Regions from separate parts of the Ovis aries genome. Here region 1 is linked to region 2. Evidence: chromatin contacts called from public Hi-C data. All regions are on one chromosome and are shown on one strand. The core of a region is the stretch at or near the end of the contact, and the rest is flanking DNA. Distances in the headings are between cores, read along the strand shown. Region 1 holds the start of PTPN12 (protein tyrosine phosphatase non-receptor type 12). Region 2 holds the start of LOC101102976 (3-beta-hydroxysteroid-Delta(8),Delta(7)-isomerase-like).

What was found. Hi-C and Micro-C count contacts between places; a contact is called where the count stands out from the background.
Region 1: a Hi-C map of liver shows a contact between it and region 2, with 5 times the contacts expected there. The contact joins the promoter of PTPN12 here to the promoter of LOC101102976 in region 2. A contact is called at or near these places in 2 of 16 Hi-C or Micro-C datasets (blood and liver).

What each region holds. Positions count from the first base shown.
Region 1 is chr4:45,192,609-45,196,983 of ARS-UI_Ramb_v3.0, reverse strand. It overlaps PTPN12 (protein tyrosine phosphatase non-receptor type 12), which reads left to right and starts at 3,120. Exons shown (of 18, transcript XM_004007817.6): 1 at 3,120-3,658. The coding sequence starts at 3,560. It overlaps LOC105610279 (a long non-coding RNA gene), which reads right to left and starts at 2,943. Exons shown (of 3, transcript XR_009600355.1): 1 at 2,673-2,943; 2 at 1,885-1,940.
Region 2 is chr4:45,054,313-45,058,718 of ARS-UI_Ramb_v3.0, reverse strand. It overlaps LOC101102976 (3-beta-hydroxysteroid-Delta(8),Delta(7)-isomerase-like), which reads right to left and starts at 3,059. Exons shown (of 3, transcript XR_009600353.1): 1 at 2,595-3,059. It overlaps RSBN1L (round spermatid basic protein 1 like), which reads left to right and starts at 3,241. Exons shown (of 8, transcript XM_027968566.3): 1 at 3,241-3,816. The coding sequence starts at 3,252.

The DNA of each region.
Region 1 (4,375 bases), core at 1,871-4,370, 140 kb before region 2:
TATTCCCATTCTTCCTACTGCCTAGACTGAAACTCTAAACATTTTTTAATGAAATAGATTTAACTTTGTTTGAAAAGTAATGCACACATATCCTAAAATACTCAGAATATAACAGAGTATGCTCACTGGAAGTTGTATCCTTTCTACCAAAGATTCTCAGGGTCCTCCTAGAGGCTATCACAGCTAGCAGTTTTTGAAGTATACTTCAGAAAAATTCTATGCATGTTCAAGCATTTTATTCATATTTTATCCACATTCCATTTTACATAAATGGAATAACATGAACAAGTGTGTGCCAAGCTTTCCTCACTTAATAAGCAGATTCTGAAACCTATTTGACCTCAACACATAACATATAGACTATTTTTTTCATTTTTTAATGGCTTCACAGAACTTAAATATGTGATTTTTTTTTTTAACCAGTGACCTTTTGATAGGTAGGTATACTGTTTTCACTCTTGCCATTACAAATAAGCCTGTATAAAGTACACATGCTTGTACACAGCTCTAAATATTATCAATAAATTTTTTAGTCAAAGTATACATGATATTTTCATTTTGATACATTTATAGGTTCGATCCTTGAGTTGTAAAGATCCCCTGGAGAAGTAAATGGCAACCCACTCCAGTACTCTTGCTTGGAGAATCCTATGGACAGAGGAGCCTGGTGGGCTACAGTCCAAGGGGTTACAAAGAATAGGACATGAGTGAGTGATTAACGCACTCACACACATGGCCAAATTGGGCTTCCCTGGTTGCTCAAGAATCTGCCTGCAACGTGAAAGACCTGGGTTTGACCCCTGGGTTGGGAAGATCCCCTGAAGAAGGGAATGGCAACCTATTCCAGTATTCTTGCCTGGAGAATTCCATGGACAGAGGGGCCTCACAGGCTACAGTTAATGGGGTATGGAGTTGCAAAGAGACACCACTGAGCAACTAACACACACACACACACACACACACACACACACACACACACACACAAGGGCAAACTGCTTCCAAAGATGGTGTGCCAGTTTCTCACACCATCTGTGCAAAAGTCTCCATTTGTCCAAAGCATGCACAGCCTCGTGTTCTGTCAAACTTTCTGATCTCTTCTAATCTGGTAATTTTAGTTATTTTAAAATTTCACCTTCTTTTTTGCCCACTAAGTCAGTCACTGAGTTCTGTGAGTTCTTTCATTCTCATCTCCTTCTGTGTCTCTGTAATTGCAATGCTATGATCTTAGTTTCAGCTTTTGTTGTGTCATTTATTGCCTCCTAATAGTGTTCATTCCAGTCTCTCCCCTTATTACCTCACAACTTACTCATACACAGCCAGAAAGACCTGAAATCCATAAGGGTACTTTAGCTTTCCCTAACCTACATGAGATGCCAAAGGTAGCTGCTGAGATTTGGAGACACTAGTGTTGCAAGAAAGAGAGAGAAGCTTGTAATAAGAAAAGTTAAAAACAAAAACAAAAAAGCCCCAGCAAAACCATCAGCCAAAATAGGGCTGGATAACTCAAAACAAGTCAACACTTCCCACCCCACTGTCACTAGACTGATACAGTTTGTCCAGCATATAGTCTTTATCAATCTGATTTGCACATTCTTCTGACATATCAAAAGTAGAGGCAGTCCTGATCATCTGCCCATTTACGGCTCACACTCTAATTCCTTGCCTAGTTCTAGGGGAAACGGGTACTCTACAGTGAGCTATACTGGTGGGTGAGCGAATCCAGATCTTAATCTTTTCTCATATCCAGTGAGTCTCAATAATCTGATTAAAGTAAAATACTCCAGATCCTTATTTTAAAAGCTCACCTCAGAAATTAAACTATTCCTCTAAGGGGACTCTTTTTTTAAATACAGGACAAAACTGTATCTTTTTATATCCACATACCTGTATACAAATGCACAGGAAGACAATTGGAAGGACACATCTGGAAGTGGTTCTTTCTGAGAAGAGTAGATTTGTATGTATCAGTTGTATTATTTTAAAAAGAAATATTTTTCTTTAAAACAAATAGGAAATTGGATCTTGCTACTCACACCTGTTTTCTTCAAGTTTATTATTAAATTCCACGGTGCTTCTAAACATTCATCTGGGAAACGGGGCCTGCTACTGATATTTATTTTAACCAAATTGCCTAACCAATCTTATCCGGAAAAAGCATTGTTTGTGGTATAGTGAACAAAAGGAAGTGACCTAGAGAAGTTCATGGATCAGGTCTTTCACTTCAGTCACATTATCACGTTTACGCTCCTTAGTGAGAGGTAACATGGTGCTGGTGAGAGAAAAAGGATCTGAGTTCCAGTTTGGGCTCTGCTAAGAATATACTGGGGGACCATGAGCAAACACTTTCATTGTAAAATGGTGAATAAGACTAGGACAGATTTCTTTGATTACTAGAAGACTTACAAAGATGCAGTCTAGGGTGAAAAATCTATTATTCAGTTCTGAGTTGCTCCGAATCTAAAGGCAAGAAGACAAATTCTCTCCAATTCAGCAAACGTGTGTTATGTATTAGGACCACTGTGAATCTCAGGCGCTCTTTCACCAGGTTTTAGACTGATTTGCAAAAAAGCAAAAAAGTCCTCTCACTGAAGAAGCGTTTCGTTTCTCTTGGCCGTGGCCATTGCCCAAAGTGCCAAGATCTAATTGCCGTCAACATTAAGATGAAGACGTACCTGCTGCGAACGTGAAGACACTACAGTTCCCAGCATGCCTCTCTTCCCACCGCCGCCCTCTCCCGCCCCTACTCCTGGACTCTTGCCGGGCCGGGACTTGCAGTCCCAGCTCAAAGCCGGCGGCGGCGCGAAAGCAGTCTAGAAATGTACTTTTCCCACAAAAAGGCGGTGAGACCGCAGTTTCCAATTCAAGTCCTACTCCAACTGACTAGCGTCTGTCCGGCGGAGTCAAATTCCCTCCAACCAGCTCTCTTCAGACCGGCAAACTGCTGGGGCGGAACCACGCCCCGGAAATGAGGTCAAGTCCCCCAGCTGACGGCTGAAGCTCCTTCCAGCCACTCCTAGACGGACTAGGACAGGCGGGGCGGGCTTGGGGGCGTGGCAAGCGGGCGTGGCTCAGCTCGGCGTAGCCCCGGGGATCTAGCCGCTGCGCGGGGCCGCGCGTCTGGGTGGCAGCGGGGGCGCGCCCGTGGAGAGTGGCGGCTGCGGTTGCTAGTCTGGAGGGAGGGAAGGAGGAACCGGGAAGGGGTGGGGGGGGCAGGGCGATCGGAGAGCCGTGTTCCTAAGGCGGTGGCTGCGTCTCCGACGGAGCAGGAGCAGGGCGGGGAAGGAGGATGGAGCAAGCTGGGGGTTGGGGTTGGCGCTAGCCGCTGCGGCTCGTCTACTACTGTGGGAGAGTGGCTGCTCCTGGAAGTTGTAGGATCGGGAGCCGGGCTGGTGCCGCCGGTGCCGCCGCTGCCTTGGGCGGTGGGGAGGAGCAGGGAGCGTCAGGGGTCGGGAAAGACGGGACGGGTAGGGGGCGCGAGCTGGGGAAGACTGAGCGGGCTCTGCGCCGGGCGGGCGGGCGGCGGGGGGGCCAGCGACCGCAACCGGGGGGACGGGGGAGGATGGAGCAAGTGGAGATCCTGAGGAAATTCATCCAGAGGGTCCAGGCCATGAAGAGTCCGGACCATAATGGGGAGGACAACTTCGCCCGGGACTTCATGGTGAGTCCCTCCCCTCGCTGTTGCCTCCTCTCACCGGCATCCAAGCCCACTGCCTCTTCGCCCGCCCGGCCCGACCGCCGGCGCTTTGTGTGCGGCTGTAAGGAGAGGGGCGGAGGGGGCGCGCGCCAACCCCAAGGGCCGGGGTTGACTCGGAGGCTGGGAGGTGAGATCGCCCCTCGTCCTCCTTTCCTTTCGTCCTGCGATCGCGGCCCCTTCCGCCCGCGTCCGGAACGCGAAGAGAGGCCGCTGGCCAAGCCCGCACTTAGCGCCGCCGCCCGCGACCACCTATTGTTTCTCGGGCTGGGAGCGGGAGGCGAATGAGGTGCAGGCCGGTAGGCTCTTCTCATCTCCCCATCCAGTCTGCTCCTCCTGGGAGGGTCGAGGCAGGAAGGAGAGCGGATAGCGCCGACTGAGGAACGGAGCTATTAAGGTTGCATTTAACTCGTGGGGTCCCTTTGCTCAAGCTGGTCTCAAAAGAGGTCAGGGTAGGACTTTTTGCTCTTTCTGGGTTCGCAGTATTATCTCCAATGCAAGAGAAAGGATAGTCCATAGGAAATCTCGTGGAATGTTCGATTTCCATTTACTGCCGTCCTGTCTCTTGTCTCTTGAGACCCAGGTTTTAGATGGTGTAGGGGTCAACGTGATTTGAGGTTGAGGGATAAGTGTGTGTAGAGGCAGGGCGTGGGGGTGGAGGGTGCGTGGTTATCCCGAAGGAAG
Region 2 (4,406 bases), core at 1,810-4,309:
AATGTAAACTTGGCCTTCCAGATTATTATTTACAGAGGTTTGTGAAGGTAGTAGAGTAGAATATATTTTAAATAATAGTTTGATGATTCATAACTTAAATATTTAGACACATGGTCTTTGAGAATTCCAGTTGAGCTATTTCAAATCTTGGAAGATGATGCTGTGAAAGTGCTGTACTCAATATGCCAGCAAATTTGGAAAACTCAGCAGTGGCCACAGGACTGGAAAAGGTCAGTTTTCATTCCAATCCCAAAGAAAGGCAATGCCAAAGAATGCTCAAACTACGCACAACTGCACTTATCTCACACGCTAGCAAAGTAATGCTCAAAATTCTCCAAGCCAGGCTTCAGCAATATGTGAACCGTGAACTTCCTGATGTTCAAGGTGGTTTTCGAAAAGGCAGAGGAACCAGACATCAAATTGCCAACAGTCGCTGGATCATGGAAAAAGCAAGAGAGTTCCAGAAAAACATCTATTTCTGCTTTATTGACTATGCCAAAGCCTTTGACTGTGTGGATCACAATAAACTGTGGAAAATTCTGAAAGAGATAGGAATACCAGACCACCTGACCTGCCTCTTGAGAAACCTACATGCAGGCCAGGAAGCAATTGTTAGAACTTGACATGGAACAACAGACTGGTTCCAAATAGGAAAAGGAGTACATCAAGGCCGTATATTGTCACCCTGCTTATTTAACTTCTATGCAGAGTACATCACGAGAAACCCTGGACTGGAAGAAACACAAGCTGGAATCAAGATTGCTGGGAGAAATATCAATCACCTCAGATATGCAGATGACACCACCTTTATGGCAGAAAGTGAAGAGGAACTAAAAAGCCTCTTGATGAAAGTGAAAGAGGAGAGTGAAAAAGTTGGCTTAAAGCTCAACATTCAGAAAACTAAGATCATGGCATCCAGTCCCATCACTTCATGGGAAATAGATGGGGAAACAGTGGGAATAGTGTCAGATTTTATTTTTGGGGGCTCCAAAATCACTGTAGATGGTGATTGCAGCCATGAAATTAAAAGACGCTTACTCCTTGGAAGAAAAGTTATGAGCAACCTAGATAGCATATTCAAAAGCAGAGACATTACTTTGCCGACTAAGGTCCGTCTAGTCAAGGCTATGGTTCTTCCTTTGGCCATGTATGGATGTGAGAGTTGGACTGTGGAAAAGGCTGAGCGCCGAAGAATTGATGCTTCTGAACTGTGGTGTTGGAGAAGATTCTTGAGAGTCCCTTGGACTGCAAGGAGATCCAACCAGTCCATTCTGAAGGAAATCAGCCCTGGGATTTCTTTGGAGGGAATGATGCTGAAGCTGAAACTCCAGTACTTTGGCCACCTCATGCGAAGAGTTGACTCATTGGAAAAGACTTTGATGCTGTGAGGGATTGGGGGCAGGAGAAGAAGGGGACGACAGAGGATGAGATGGCTGGATGGCATCACTGACTTGATGGCTGCGAGTCTGAGGGACCTCCGGGAGTTGGTGATGGACAGGGAGGCCTGGCGTGCTGCTCTACATGGGGTCGCAAAGAGTCGGACACGACTGAGCGACTGAACTGAACTGAACCATACTCTTGCTCACACTCTACAAATTAGGGTCAAGCCGATAAGAGAGTGTAAGAGTATAAAAGAGTATAGTGCAAGTAGTAACATATTCAGATGATAGTTCAGTTTAGCTGGACCCTTTAAGAGATAAGATTTTGCAGACTTTTGCATGGGTATAAATGATGTAAATTTCTTAGTGATTTCAGTGTGATTTTGAAAAGCTTCTTAAATATTGCAGAAGTTTAGAGTGCAGAAGGGATCTTGGTGGTCATGTAATAAAATTTTCTAACAATAAATAAACCAGAAGTTCTGACAGAAAACGAGCACCCTGACAGAAATCACAAAGGTAGTCAATACCACATAATTTCCAGCCCCATTCTCTTTGTCCACTCTTGCACCATTGTTACTTTTCAGGTAGATATCTACTGCCAGTCAAGTCCAAAAGTTTACACTTATTTTTATTGTTTTGCATTTTTTAAAATTACAGTAAATACTTTTCATTACTTTAAAAGTTCGAGGTACATCAAAAAAGTCTATAAAGCAATATTAAGTTTTGACTCCAAAATATTCTTAAAACCAACCCCCTTTATCCCTCAAAAGTGAACACAAAATTAAGAATTCCAACTTCATGAACTCCCAAGAAGTGGGAATTCTGGAAAGTTACTTTCAATTGTTTTCTACAAAGTTACAGGCAACTTAGGGCACCTTTTGGGATTCAAAACATTCTCTGATTGGTCATCTACTCATTTGACTATATATATTTCTTTGACTTTTTGGTCTCATGTAAGATCTTGGAATAAAATTATAATCATACTCTTCACTTTGGTTGCAATTACTGCAACCCATCTCCTCAAATTCTGTATCTTCTAAGGTACAAATCAAAGCACACACTTACAAAACATCAAACACTCAGACTGCTAACTAAACGCTAAAATACACACAAAACCCTCTTTCTTTTCAAACATCTATAAACATCGCTATTGAATTTTTCTTAAGGGTATCTGAATTATAATAGTTAAAAAAGAAATTTCTCTAGGAATCTTACCTTCAAGCTGGATAGTAATCCGAAAGTTCTAGGTTTGCAGTTAGTTATTTTCCCTCAAGCATTAAAGATGATCTGAGCAAGACAGTAACGCATCTTGTCAGGACACCAAGCGACCTTTAGCCCCTCCCATCAACCGACTACTGCCTAATAGAAGGAAGGTTTTAATTTCCGGCAAAATTTTCTCTTCACAGCTGAGAATCTGCGAAATTCGGCTTTTTGAGGGGGAAGAGAGAGGGGCGGGACCAAAAGGACCCCAGGGGAAAAGGAGGGGAAAGTGGTACAAGAAAAAGTCGTCGAGGCAGAGACGAGAGAGACCTGCGTTCGAACTGACTCGGAGTCTGGAGTGAAGGTTCCTCTCAGACATTCACTGGGCCCCCGAATTCACGCGGGCGACAACTCGAAGACCCTCCCCTCACAGCTTGCTCCGCCACTAACTACGCCTGGAGGACCTGTGACCTCCAAAACGGGTATGCTAGGCGATTCCCCACACAACTTCGGGTAGAGATTCGCGCTTTTGATTGGTTCTTGGAGATATCCCTCAGCGTGGCTCACCCAATGGAGGGCCAGACCGATCCGCCCCTTCCCCGCCCCCCAAGGAGAGCCCGCCCCTGCCCCGCGCCCGGGAGCCGAGGAGAGTAAATACAACAGGAGCGCAAAATGGCGGAACCGCCGAGCTTAATGCAAGGCGCCCCCGCCGCCGTCTCGGAGAAAGAATCGTTCGGCAAAGTGCAAGCCCCATCCCGGGACCCACCGGGTCCTCTGTCCGCCAAGAAGATCCGGACTGAGGAGAAGAAGGCGCCGCGTAGACTGAACGGAGAAGGAGCCAGCAGCGGTAACAGCAGGCAGCTGCAGTCTCCCGCCGCACCTTCGCCTCAGAGCTATGGCAGCCCTGGGTCTTGGAGCTTTGCCGCTCTGTCCGCTGCCCCCTCCCCGTCGTCTGCTCGGAGCAATTTCTCCTTCTCTGCGGGCACGGCCGTCCCCTCCTCTGTCTCTGCTTCCTCCTCTCAGCCGGTGCCGCGCAAACTGCTGGTGCCTCCTACGCTGCTACACGCTCAGCCTCACCATCTCCTGCTGCCCGCCGCCGCCGCCTCGGCCGGCGCCAAGCCGCGCAGACCCAAGGAGAAGCGAGAGAAGGAAAGACGGAGGCACGGTCTCGGCGGGGCGGGCGACGCTGGCGGGACCTCCCGCGAGGAGAACGGGGAGATGAAGCCGCTGCCGCGAGGTGGGTGCCAAAGCCGGCAGCGGGGAGGGGAGGGCGCCCGGGGTCCCAGGCACGAGCTCGCGCCCGCGGGGCGCGGGCTGGGGGCGTGCGGGGGCCGCGTGCGCCAGCCGGGAGCGGGCGGGAGGCTTCCCGTTCACTGCAGGCTGTTTTGCGGTCCCCGTGGGGACAGGAAATGGAGCCTGTAATTTCGGTCGCAGAGTGGGGAATGGCCGAAACTCATTTTCTGTATCGTTTTTGCCTCCTAGTTAATGCGCGGCAGGGTTTGTAGAACTCGATCTAGAGGACCCGCCTCGGTGTGTTTGGCTATGGAGGGAGATTTGAGGAAACAGGATCGGGAAAGGTTTGGTCTTGTAAAAGATGTGCTTGACTATTAGACCGTTTAGACATGATCACGAATTTATATTTGTGACACTGGCTCCCAACGCCAGAAAATCCTATCAAGAAAAGGGGTGTGGAGAGTATTGGCGTCAGCTGGAAGCTACCAGAGGCCTGAGCTTTTCATCCCTATTAGGGAAATGAGGTAGTGTGCAGGGCCTGGAGTGTGCTGTTTCATAAGGTACCCTCCCTCCACACTTCTCTCCCTTAAGTGT